2 separate regions of the Zea mays genome follow, and region 2 is linked to region 1. The links are chromatin contacts, called in public Hi-C maps. All regions are on one chromosome and are shown on one strand. The core of a region is the stretch at or near the end of the contact, and the rest is flanking DNA. Distances in the headings are between cores, read along the strand shown.

Region 1 (6,342 bases), core at 1,040-3,539:
ACACCCATTGGGTGCACCTGGATACAAAGATGGAGCAAATTTGCACTCAAAAGCTTAGAAAAGTCAAAGGGCACAATTCTTCCTTAGAGTCTTGAGCCCATTGCTCTTAAAAGTTGGCTTGAGCCTCGGGGGCTTGTGGGAGATAGATATCCCCTAGGTTCTCATGAACATAGAAACACATCATGGGCCGCCTGATAGGCCTCCTGATGGCTTGCCTAGCGAGACAGGCCATTGGGCCACAACCAGGCCGGACAAGCTCGATCTAGGAAGACGAAGACCGGACGTCCGAGTTATGCACAGACCGAAGCGCTGATATCTCGAGCGAAGAGGTTGCACACACCTGAAGGGCTAACACACTCGGTTAAGGACGCTACTGAACTCCGGATAAGTAGGAATACATGCCACGTTAAAGGAGGGTTTAGGTAGAGTAGATAGTGATCACAACTTGTAAAGGGATAACCCTCTGGTCACCTATACAAGGCCGATGGGGTAACCCTACGAAACATCTCATACCATCTCTCATCGGCCACATCCTAGCACCATCTCAAAGCTCATTAGCCCTCTTGTAGCAACCACACGCTACTAAATCGGCAGGAGAACTCATCCTCCACCACCCTTAGCTCATTTGTAATCCGTGTACCCTAGTGCAATTCCAATATATAGTCTCAACAAAAAGTAGGTTGTTACGCATTCTATCGACCCAAACCTGTATAAATCCTTGTGCAATCTGACGTGCTCCGGCACGTACCATCGAGTTGCAATCAACGACACCGTCCTGCTCAAAAGCATCGCGTAGGGAATCCCATGGTGCACAGTCGGGTCATAAACACCGACATACTCGTACCCGCATCGATGAAAAAACCCATCGGGTAACCCATACCCTATTAGATACCCGCTAAACACATATTAAATAGCATAAATCTAATGAATATATGGTGTATTTGAAATTATAAATAATAAAATGTAAGTAAATAAAAGAAGAGAAATAATTGAGAAACGTGTCGAGTATATGAGTTTCGGGTACTCATTGCCATTTCTAGAGAAGAGCCTACGACAAGCCTGATTAGAGCATCTCCAAAAGAAGATAAATAATTAAGTAATATAGAAACATGCAAGGTGATCATGTTTTTAGCTAATATATATTTATATGTACAGAATTTAGTAGATTATTATATATATAGCTGAGGTGAGTATAAATTACACATGGATATTCGGGTATGGGTAGTATATATCTATACTTGTACCATACCCACTTTTATATTAGGTAAAACGTGTCGAGTATATGAGTTTCGGGTACTCATTGCTATTTTTAGAGAAGAGTCTACGACAGGTGTGATTAGAGCATCTCCAAGAGCTCTCCAGAAAATAACTCCTCAAAATCAGTTTTAAGGGACATCTAAATAATTAGTGGGGGTAGATTTTAATCCTTACTCCAACGGATGCCTTAGGGTGCGTTTGGTTGGAGAGTCAAATATAATAGAGTGGCTCCATTCTAGTATTTGAGAATAAAGTCATTCTATTCTGCGTTTGGCAAGAATAACAGAGTCGTTCCATTTATTGTTTGGTTGAAGAGTAGAATAGAGCGGAGCCGTTCGATTATTTGTTTGGTTCGAGAGCCATATGAGTATAGAGGGGAGGATGGGAGGGAGAGCGATCACGTCCAGGAGAACGCTCGCATCCGGTTGTTTTTGTGGAGCGGTAGCGTTTCAACTACTTATAGTAAATTTTCATAAGAGGTCCAGGAGCCACTACACTCTTATTTTGTTGGAAACCAAACAACCAGAAAATTAGAATGGAGCCACTCTATTCTTTCCCACTCATCAACCAACCGCACCCTTAAAGCGGCAGATTGTTTCTAGGGAGCCTAAAAAACTCCTCATTTGTAGCTATAAATGGGGAAGTTTTAAGGGCTATAAAAAAATTGCGAACGCTTTAGAAAAAATGTTGGAAACATATTTTTATGTTTTTTCAAAAAACTATATTTAGAATACTTTAAGAAGAGGACATATCCTGTGCAATCACTCATTTTGGTGCAAGCGTGAAATCAAACTATCCAGAGCATCTAATCTAGATCCAACGGTTTCATATGGAAGGAGTTAAAAATAAAATAGGTATTATGTTTTAGGTGGAAGGGATTAAATATAAAATAACAGTCATCATTAGATCTAGATCGGATGCACCAGATCGCTTGATTGAATGTTTGCATCAGGATAAGTGATTGCATAGGATATTTCTCCCTTTAAGAAACTGTTGAAGATGCTCTTAATTGCAACGCATTTTCAGTGCGGACCGGCGGCCTGACCCACTAACCCGCCGCACCGTCGTCCCCGCTAGGCGCTGGCCTCTGGCCCCTTGCGGCGCGCGGTGCGTTACAACTTACAAGTAGCGTCAGTGAGTTACAGCCAGCCAAAAGTTACCTACAGCTCACTCCCAACGGAAGCAAGAACCACCGCTCACTCACTCGCCATTCGGCAGAGGCGTGACTGACTGAAACTGAGCACTAGGGCTTTGAGAGTGCAGCAGAGGAGGGCGAACCATGGGCGAGGTAATGCCTGCTGCTTCTTGGCGGCGATGCTCTGAGCCTCTGACACTGGGAGAGGTGCGGGAAGATCTTGATGTGCTTTGTTTTGTCTGTGTTGGTGCAGGAGGAGAAGGCGAAGGAGGCGGCGCCCCCGGCCGACAAAGTAAAGGAGGCGGAGGAGAAGAAGGGCGAGGGGGGAGGAGGGGAGGAGAAGAAGAACGAGGCCCCGTCTCTTCCACCGCCGCCGCCGGAGGAGGTGGTCATGCGGGTCTTCATGCACTGCGAGGGTTGTGCGCGCAAGGTCAAGAAGATTCTCAAGGGATTTGATGGTAATAGATTACCTCTTCTCTTTTCTGATGTACTTTGTGCCGTTGTGTTCTTGTATACTGTTTTGTTTTTTAACAGGATGTGTTCTTGATAGTTGGCATACTATTAGTTGTTATTTTTTTCTCTCCGATTTCCTAACAGGACCTCGCATATTGGCACTGTTAGCTCTGCTCTTCTTCCATGGTTACAAAAATCATGTTGAAATCTGCATTTTTTTTTGTTTTTTTCTGTTTTCCCATGTTTTATTTGAAATCAGGTTCCTCTATCTGAATCATGGAGTGAGTTTCTACGGTACTTCTGGAAAAAGGGCAAACTTTTGTAGTTTTTGTAGTCATTTGAAATGTAACCAAGTTATTTGTGTACTGCATCGCTTTAAGGGAACGTTTAAAGGCGTCTCTTTCGTAAGGTGCGAGTTTGAAAATTTTCTCCTTTTTTTAATCTACTGGTCATTTTCTCTTTGTACTTGTGCATCATCATAGTACATACAGTACATGGCGGCGCCACTTGTTTCCAGATGACTTCTATGATATTGACTCTGGATAGCAATTTTTATGCGAAACCATGTGGGTGTTTTAGTTACATTTGAAAACGTTAGGTGTGCAAATACTTGCTTCGAGGAGACCACTCTGAGTCGCACGTTATCCTGTGTTAGTGGTGAAACAATTTAGATCCCAGCAACCTTAACGCCCAATCAAGTATCTCATAATGCAGACGACTCCAGTTTAGTATATGCCTCTCTGGGCATATGTTCAAAAAGTTTCCAGGTTGCCTTAAAAAAGATGTAACCCTTCTGTCTGTCATCTGATGTTGGTAATTGGATTATGGTAAAGATTCTGCCATTCTGGGTATGCCATAAGTTTAACTAATTATTGTATCCTCAACTCGGAACTGAAGTTCCACGAATTTATCTGAAATTTGTATGCTGCCTCTTTATGCAATTATTTTTGTGCAAATGTGTGAGTCGTTTAATTGAGCTTCTAGAGTCTGAATACTGGTTTTGTGATGTGCAGGTGTTGAAGATGTTATTGCAGATACGAAGGCACACAAGGTGGTCGTTAAGGGGAAAAAGGCAGCTGCTGACCCAATGAAGGTGGTGGAACGGGTGCAGAAGAAGACAGGCCGCAAGGTAGAGCTTCTCTCACCAATGCCACCACCGAAAGAAGAGAAGAAGGAAGAGGAGAAAAAGGAAGAACCTGAGCCACCAAAAACCGAGAAGAAAGAGGAGGTGAATTATCCTTACCTAGATTCTTGAACACACTGCATTGCCATTTTTACTTCCAAATATTTGCCGCATCAATTTTATGGGCATTGTGTACTGCTATTGTTTCTATGATATGGGACTGAGACATTGATGTTTTGTTTTGTACTAAAGGCAACGGTGCTCGCTGTGGTGCTCAAGGTGCATATGCATTGTGAGGCTTGCACACAAGTGATCAAGAAGAGAATCCTCAAGATGAAAGGTATAAATTTGTTGCTATTATGTTGCATGCACCAACCAGTTCAACTAAAAAAATAAGCTGATGAAGTGAGGTGGACAATTCACTTGTATTTTAACACTCCGCATCTCGTCGAGCCTCTCTCAGGGTTCAACCAAAAAAAATAAGCTGATGAAGTGAGGTGGACAATTCACTTGTATTTTAACACTCCGCATCATATCGAGCCTCTGAGCCCTAGACATTGAATATGAGTGAGCATGTTTATTTAATTGTGCTAACCAGAATTCGAACTCGTAACCTTTGCCTCTGATACCATATTAAGCTGCATGCATCAATCAGTTCAACCTTTGCCTCTGATACCATATTAAGTTGCATGCAATGCATCAATCAGTTCAATCGAAAAGCTTACACTGATGGAGAGAGAGGCGGACAGTTCACATCATAACATAGCTTTCCATTAGTTCACTAAAGTCTTCTTGTGATGGATGATGTTTTATATTTTTAGCAAGGTACATCAAACTTCAATGATTACACCAGTCAAGATTCAGTCTGTCTGTGGAACTTGATAACTATTACGCTGTTTCAATTTCTGCTTGGTACAAGATATGCTTGGTCTTGTACTCTTGTCTCCTTGTATTCGACTGAGAGGTGCACTGAACATGTAGTTAACATGTCACAAAAACTACAAATAAATTTAGATTAAGTTCACTAGCTTTACTTTTTTAACAAAAAATATCTTTAAATGAGAACAGTGCAAATTATGCTGTATATTGTCAATTAACTATTACTTCAGTTAGCGAATGTCAAATCAAGGCAGACATATCAAGAATTCAGTAATTAATTTGTAATGTGGCCTTGCAGGCGTGCAATCTGTAGAGGCAGACCTCAAGGCTTCTCAAGTCACTGTGAAGGGTGTGTTCGAGGAGGCCAAGCTGTCTGATTATGTGTATAGGCGCACTGGCAAGCACGCTGCTATCGTCAAGTCTGAGCCGGTTGCAGCTGAGAATGTTGATGATGGAAATGCCAAGGATGACAAGAAGGCAGCCGAAGGTGGGGAGGAGAAGAAGGATGATGGCAAGGAGGAAAAGAAAGATGAAGACAAGAAAGAAGCGGATAATCAGAAGGATGATGGCAATGCTGGTGATGAAGGGAAAGACAAAGACCCTGGCGCCGTTGCTAACATGTATATGCACTACCCGAGGTCCAATCATCTGAGCGAATACGGATATGCCTACCAGTACCCTCCTCAGCTCTTCAGCGACGAGAACCCGAATGCCTGTTCTCTGATGTAAGAAAGCCAGAACCAAGTGACCTTAAGCGCGAAAATAAGAGGGGATTGAGTTATCCCCTGATTTTGGAGGTTCAGGAAGTTTAGAACTTTTCTCTTCTATTTCTAAGGTTGAACTTTCTGTCTGGTACAAAGTAAACTCTGGGCTGGTTTGTGGACTTTTCATATTGTGTATGCTACTGGTTAGTAGGATTTTGTGTTGCACCTTTCACCTTTGGCTTTTATTTCTGTACAAAGATGTATTATATATGCTAGTTTTGAAATAGCTTGCTGCTAGTACTCTGTAGTCTGTTGTCCGGAATAGACGGAGCTTTCTCAGTTAACATTGCCAGTGATGTCGGAAAAATCCATATTCTTGGTGTCCTTTTCTAACTATATGTTGTTGGTTGAACATAAAGCAGGTTCGTCTTGTTTTGTGTCAGTCTGGCCTAGTTCAGCGGCATTCTTTCAACAGATGCCAATTGACAGCATTCATTACCCAGTTGGCAATGGCACTTCTCATGTCTGTGCCTCGGTTGTGGAACTGAAAATTAAGGGTCATGCTCGTTGCAAAGGCTAGCTGCAATTTTGAAACCTCGAGGAAAATGCATTAGCGGTTCTACTTTTGCATGCAGATAACCAAACACATACCTTGCACGTGTAGAGCCTGGTTGACAACGATCAAATAACAGATCATTGCATCCCGCGATGTAAGCACGAGCAGATATGGACAACCAAATGGATTGTTAGGTCTTGTACTTTGTATGAGATATCACTTGGGTCCCCAAAGT
Region 2 (6,342 bases), core at 2,318-4,817, 88 kb after region 1:
TTTATACATCGTTCATGCGGTCAAATTGCATCCCATCATCAAGCCTTGACCCTTTAGAGGCTGGGGTTTAGACTTTGTGGGCGAGATTTATCCTTCGTCGTCAAAGGGACATCAATTTGTATTAGTCGCTACCGACTATTCCACCAAATGAATTGAAGTCATTGCCTTGAAGAGCATGACGCACAGAGAGGTAATTGAGTTTTTGATTAAGCATATTATCCATAGATTTGACATTCTCTAAACTTTGGCTACAAATCAGGAGGACTTTTTTTATGTTCAAGGAGGTTTGAGAGTTTGATGAATTATATAGGATTGAGTTGCTTAATTCATCTCTATACTTTTCTGAAGCCGAGTTAAGTAATAGGATATTGATCATCCTTATTAAGAAGAAAATATCTGATCATCTGCCTATACATTGACATAAAGTTTTGTCCGAGTCCATGGACAGTAGCGCTGGCCGGCCCAGCATTTCCTCTAGCCACCCAGTCTCTAGTCGGCGATCCACCTTCACCCTGAGCTCTTAGAGCAACTCCAAGAGTTCCCCTTTATTGCTCCTAAAACTTTTTTTACGATGAAAGATGTAAAAATATGGACTCCAACAGCTTCTCTAATTCTTCGAAAAAATAGAGGTACCTGAAAAACTCCATCCTCCTTGCACATATTTTCGCGTCTCTCATCCTCCCCAATCGTCCGTGAAAAGTGCGATTCACCCTACCCCGCATGCAAGTCCATCAGCAAGCGCAAGCTCCAGAGAAGCGTGGACATTGAGAATTCATCGATCGCTGCTGGAGCACTCGATTATGTGTGAGGCTTTTGAGGACTACGAGTCTACGATGTTGTGCACCTCGTCAGTCATCACGGACGTCACGCTGGAACGCAGAGCGCCCGGAGTCAAATCAGAGGGAGAAAGAAAGAGATCAACAGCTAATGGACATGACGGTGATTGAATGGATGATATTCGTAGATGAGATTGGTGATAGGTAGAGTTCACATGTGCTGATGTGGCTAGTTTAAAAAGTATTGGGGAATGTACTGTTGGGGATCTGTTGTGGGGCAACCTGATTTTGGGAAAATAAAATTTTAGCAGAACTGCAATAAATTATTTTGGGGAAAGATTTTTTGGAACACTGTTGGAGTTGCTCTTAATCCCTGCATACGAGGGCGGCAAGCGAGCGACGACTTGCACGCTAGAGTTAATTATTTCAAAATTCCTCGTTCTCGGCCCGGTGGAAGTGTCGTGTTTTTACGGACCGTTCCAGTGTCGTGTCGGACATATTTTATGGTCCAAAAATATATTTTATGTTGGACCAGCCCAACATTCGTGTTCTGCTGATATATATGTATGGTCCAACATATTTTATGTTGGGACGTGCTTCGAGTTTTTATCTTCTGAGTCGTGCCCAAGTGCGCTGGAGCAGCGTCAAATAATGACCTGCCTCATGCCTCAAACTCTCGGGTCTAGTTTCACACTGCGTTGATTGAGAAATTAAGTCAATGTCAAATAGGCCTCAGATGTCATTCTCTATTGAAATAAGTCTGATATGCTACCGCTGAAATTTCTCTGAACAATCGTAAAACATCCAAACTAGGCTGGCAAAATGTGTCACTGCTGGGATTTTACTCCGGCGGCCATACTGAACCTGACATCGCTAGCTACGCTGGTTCTATCTTGACAAGCCAAATCACGAACCTACAGCTGGGAATAGGGATGTCAGTCAGGTCGGTAGTACGCGGATATATAGTTCGCAAATCTGTATCCGTGAGACAAAACTCAATCCATATCTATACTCATAAACGTTCGTGGGTATGGATCTCTACCCATACACGTACCCGCCGGGTATCCGCTATCCGGCGGATACCTGTTAGCCGCCCGTCCACTACAATTTTAGCATTCAACATCAAACAACAATTTTATCACATTTGAAAAAAATAATTATCATTCTATCATGATCAAATGATAATTTCAGCACCAATCAACATGTCATAGATAAAAATTGCAAAATTAAAATTTAGGATAATATATTAAATCCGGATGACCCACATATCAGATATCTATTGGGTAACGGGTATGGATACTGGATATCTATACCGCGAAAAAATATTCACGGATACCTTATTATATCCATAATCGTACCCGCGGATACCAGATTCCACCATACTCATATCTAATGGATAATTATCTGCGGTTATTTACCCGTACCCGTAACTATTGACATCTCTAGCTGGGAATATGTAATAGTATGAAATTGAAGTTTTGTAGTATACTGGTAAAAAAATTGAACGTAATTGTAGCACACTGCTGGTATGATACGAACCTGTTCGTGTGCGTGCACGCGTAATCATTTGAAAACGAATATATTTCTGAACTCAGATGAGACAAGAAACAACAACCCTGTGAAACGAAATCTGTCGTCGTTGCTTTGCAGTCCTCTATACGACATACAGCTTGGAATCTCGTACGCGCACGTGATTGATATATTACTATAGAGTATAGATGTCTAAACAGTGCGGGCCGCCCGTTTGGCCCGTGGCACGGCACGAATTTAGCCCGGTCCAAACACGGCCTGGCACGGTCGGTTACGGGCCCGGGCCGGCACGACCCGTTTAGCGGGCCGGGTATGGGCACATACGGCGGCCCGCGTGCTTTGGCCCGGCCCGGCCCGATAAATGGGTCGGCCCGACGGCGGCCCGCATATTTATGTAAATACTAAATATGTAAATACATTTAATTCTCTTCTAGTATGTAAATACTAAATACGCGGCCAAACATATATAAAATGCATACATAAATATAAAATGCATACATAAATATTTTGTTGTCTTAATATATATAAATAATATGTTATTATATATGATTAATTCTGTTAAATATATGTATTTATATACCGTTCTACTGTTGGTTCGGGCCAGTGCCCGGTCCGTTGAGGCCCACCGGGCCAACGGGCCGGCCCGGCACGATTTTTCCCTGTGCGTGCCGGGTTTGGGCATGTCCCTAGGCACGTGGGCCAGCCCGACCCGGCCCGAAGCATCAACGGGCCGTGCCTGGCCCGATCCTATTCGTACCGGGCCGAAACGGGTTCGGGCCGGGTCCGTGCCGGGTGGCCCGTTTGGACATCTATACTATAGAGCGGCCAAAACTTTGACACTCTTGTCTGTCTAGCTCCCTCTATTATATATATCGGCACTGTAAAAAAATTATCATACCCATTGTAAACAAAATAAAAAATTCTTGACGTATAAATTCGATCTGCCGTATCTAATGATTCGTACACTATGTATGGGCATGGCGGACGAATCATTCGATACGACAGACGATGGAATTCATACGTCAAGATTTATTTTATTTTTTTGTGCGCGCGTGAGAGTTTTCTGCACTGTTGTGAACGTGGCCGTCTGGAATCGGTACCTGCAGGCGGCGGTATGATGGCGACGATGCTGCCGGGTAGGAAGAAGGACGACGAGAACGTACGTACACATCATCATGCACATGCATATGCTGCTCAGGTACGTACGCGACGCCGGCCGAATGCGAGCGAGCAGCTGTGCCTGCCGGACCAGTCTGCTCCTGGAACTCCGATCCGTCCCGTACGTGTGTGGATCCGGATGCATGTTGCTAGTTGCTACTCAATGCTCGTGTCAGTGCTATCCGGGTGGGCAGATATCCTGTGGAGGGGGAGAGTTCCAATGGATTGCTCTGGGTGGGCAGGCCGCATGGTACTTCTCTAATTGACGTAGAACCGAGTAAATATTGTTGTAGAAGACTAAACTAGATCTAGTCCTAAGGCTAAATTACTCCTACTCCTAGGAATTAGAAGAATGAAAAGATAAACTGATAAATAGATTTGATCGATTGTAGGGGTCAATCAGTCGTAGCCTTTATCTGTATAAAGGGGATGTCTGGATCCGCTACAAGTTATTTCACGAGCTAATCCCACGGTTTTAGCCAAAAATACCGCGAGAAACTCGAAACTCTAACTGATTCTGCGCACTCGCGGACGGACCGTTCGCGAGGACGTTTTGTGTGCTCAACGATTTGTCATGGGATATAACTTCTTGAGCAGTGAGAAGTGTTAAATTAAATCTGCACTGCATTGCATTGCATGTACGCAAAGTTGGTGTGGTGGTCCGGGCAGATCGACAGACCGCTGCTGAAATGCCCAACCAAGCAACCGTTCATGTAGTGATGAGTGACCTGCATAGAAAGATGTACAGCCCACCATGATTTGGCTCAGCGAGAAAGATGGTTTGAGATGGGCAGCAGGGCCTGCTCCCATGCATTGGCATCAACTTCTCCGTGTCCGTCAATTTGGGCAATTGGGCTATATATCATTGCCACAAAGAGCACCAAGGTCTGCAAATCCTGCCGAGTTGATGGCCACTTGGCATTGTTTCAAGAGACGGTGATGATACTTATATCCTCAATAACACAGTGCAGAAATGACGATTAGCTACACTACCCGATCTCTAATCAGTACGGTACAACCAAGACTGAAAAGGCAATAATCTTTAGTATACTAGTTACATGGTCTCTGGTACTAGATCTAGAAGAATATTTATTAAGGCTACCTCTAGCATCTATCATATCTCGTTCCTTATCTCACCTTCTATATTCAAACTTCACCATGTAAATAGTGCTACATACAACCAATTTACACTCGATTTATTATAATATGTGAAGAGGAAAAAAATATAACATAGAAACAAGTGATGCAGTGGTATAGTGATATAGTGATATGCAAGGTTGTACGCGAGAGGGAGGTCAGGATTTCAAATCCACCCTATGCGAAGTTTGAGAAAAAAAAATGTGTGGCTTAGATTGAGACGGAGGACTCCGGGTTGCTAGCTAGCTGGTGCCACCTCCAAAAAAAAAAGATAACCAGATGTGTCCGATAGTGTAATGCCTAAATTTAATTTGGTAGCCTCTTTAAGCAAACTAACAATATGCATGCAAATGTCTAATGTCCACTATATTAGATTAAAGTAATCAATGACACTCTTCTTTGGCATACATACCAAGTGGTGATTAGAATCATTATATGCATAGCAATAGGAAGAGCATCAAAATGAATTCTTAATTTTTTTCTAATAAAATTCATTTAGACCCGTATCAATTAAGCTAATTCAGTTTTATGCAAAAATATATTTGTATGCTATTATTAGCAACGTGTCGGAGATATTTATGCGCTACATTTTTACTCTACATGAGTGAGCCAAAGAGTGTTCTATAAGTTGCAGAGTAGAAACAAATTCTAATGATATATAAAATCATTTCCCATTCTCCACCCCATGAATTTGAGATAGACTTATATCCGAACATTAGAAAGTGGTGGAATGCCAAATTCCAAACTAAATAGGTTATTTTATTAAGTAAATTCCAATTCCTTCGAGATGAATAGATCCAAACACCTTGTAAGAGAATTTAACTATCATATTTAGCTCATGTATGAATAGTATGATAGAAAAATAAAATAGCATAGATAATCATATTAAATGGGAGACAGTGGTCATTTATCATGGTGATCTCCATCACCAAGTTCCATATGTGGTTGTTATGTTTCGCTCGAGGCATTCATAACATTTTTCTGTAAAATCAAATTAGGGGGAGAATCGGATAGCATTGTAGATGTAAAAAAGGATTTGTTCAATTTTCCATCCGTGAGACTGAGAAACACATCCACTATGGATAAGGGTTCGAGCTATTGATTGTTGTACCTTTTTTACCACCGTCCCAAGGTTGTCTTTGGTAGACTGTGTAATATAGGGGACGTAGAACTATAAATGGTACTGTTTGGCACTGTTTGCAGAGAGAAGTTTAAAATAGAGAATGAAATAGAGGATGTGATAGAAAATCTGTTGTAGTATGTAGATAGCCTAATGACCCGTTACCCCCTTCAAGCGCTGCCCTAAGAAGACAAGCAGGTTGTCTAGTAGTTATAGAGAGAGGTCTCTAGTGTCATGACATCAAACTGATACAAATGTTTCGCATGTCGACTCTTAAACATGAAGTAAGTTGATAAACGTGTGTCCATATCTCATTTACCCGTACTTGTCAATGTCCTAGAAAGAAATTTATTATATTAGTCCTGCCTCGAGTCAAACCATCTAAAGTTCAACTAGATTTCTAGAGATTGATATCAAAATTCATTGTACCAAATTGGCATATATACTACGAGAATAAATTCGATGACAAATCTAATGATATTTATTTGATATCATAAATATTTGTAATTTTATATAAATTTAATTAGACATAAGATAGTCTGATTCAAAACAAAATTAAGGCCAATTCCGATTCTGAAACAAAGGAAGATCGACATTTACGTGATATAATTAAGCACAGTT

Evidence for each region. A called contact is a pair of places that touch in the nucleus more often than the background predicts.
Region 2: a contact with region 1 is called in a Hi-C map of tassel, with 4 times the contacts expected there. The contact joins the enhancer-like site here to the promoter of LOC100304361 in region 1. A contact is called at or near these places in 3 of 25 Hi-C or Micro-C datasets (ear, root tip and tassel).

Annotation. Positions count from the first base shown.
Region 1 is chr5:167,422,173-167,428,514 of Zm-B73-REFERENCE-NAM-5.0, forward strand. It overlaps LOC100304361 (farnesylated protein 3), which reads left to right and starts at 2,290. Exons shown (of 5, transcript NM_001165799.1): 1 at 2,290-2,545; 2 at 2,646-2,850; 3 at 3,859-4,073; 4 at 4,221-4,308; 5 at 5,146-5,889. The coding sequence starts at 2,537. The coding sequence ends at 5,576.
Region 2 is chr5:167,509,179-167,515,520 of Zm-B73-REFERENCE-NAM-5.0, forward strand. It overlaps the pseudogene LOC103628654. Among protein-coding and RNA genes, the nearest start is that of LOC100304361, 88 kb to the left of the region's middle. Within about 2 kb of position 3,568, at least 12 of the 20 cell types and tissues checked have an H3K27ac peak or open chromatin away from gene starts, as enhancers often do. A contact at or near this core is called in ear and tassel, where this site is marked.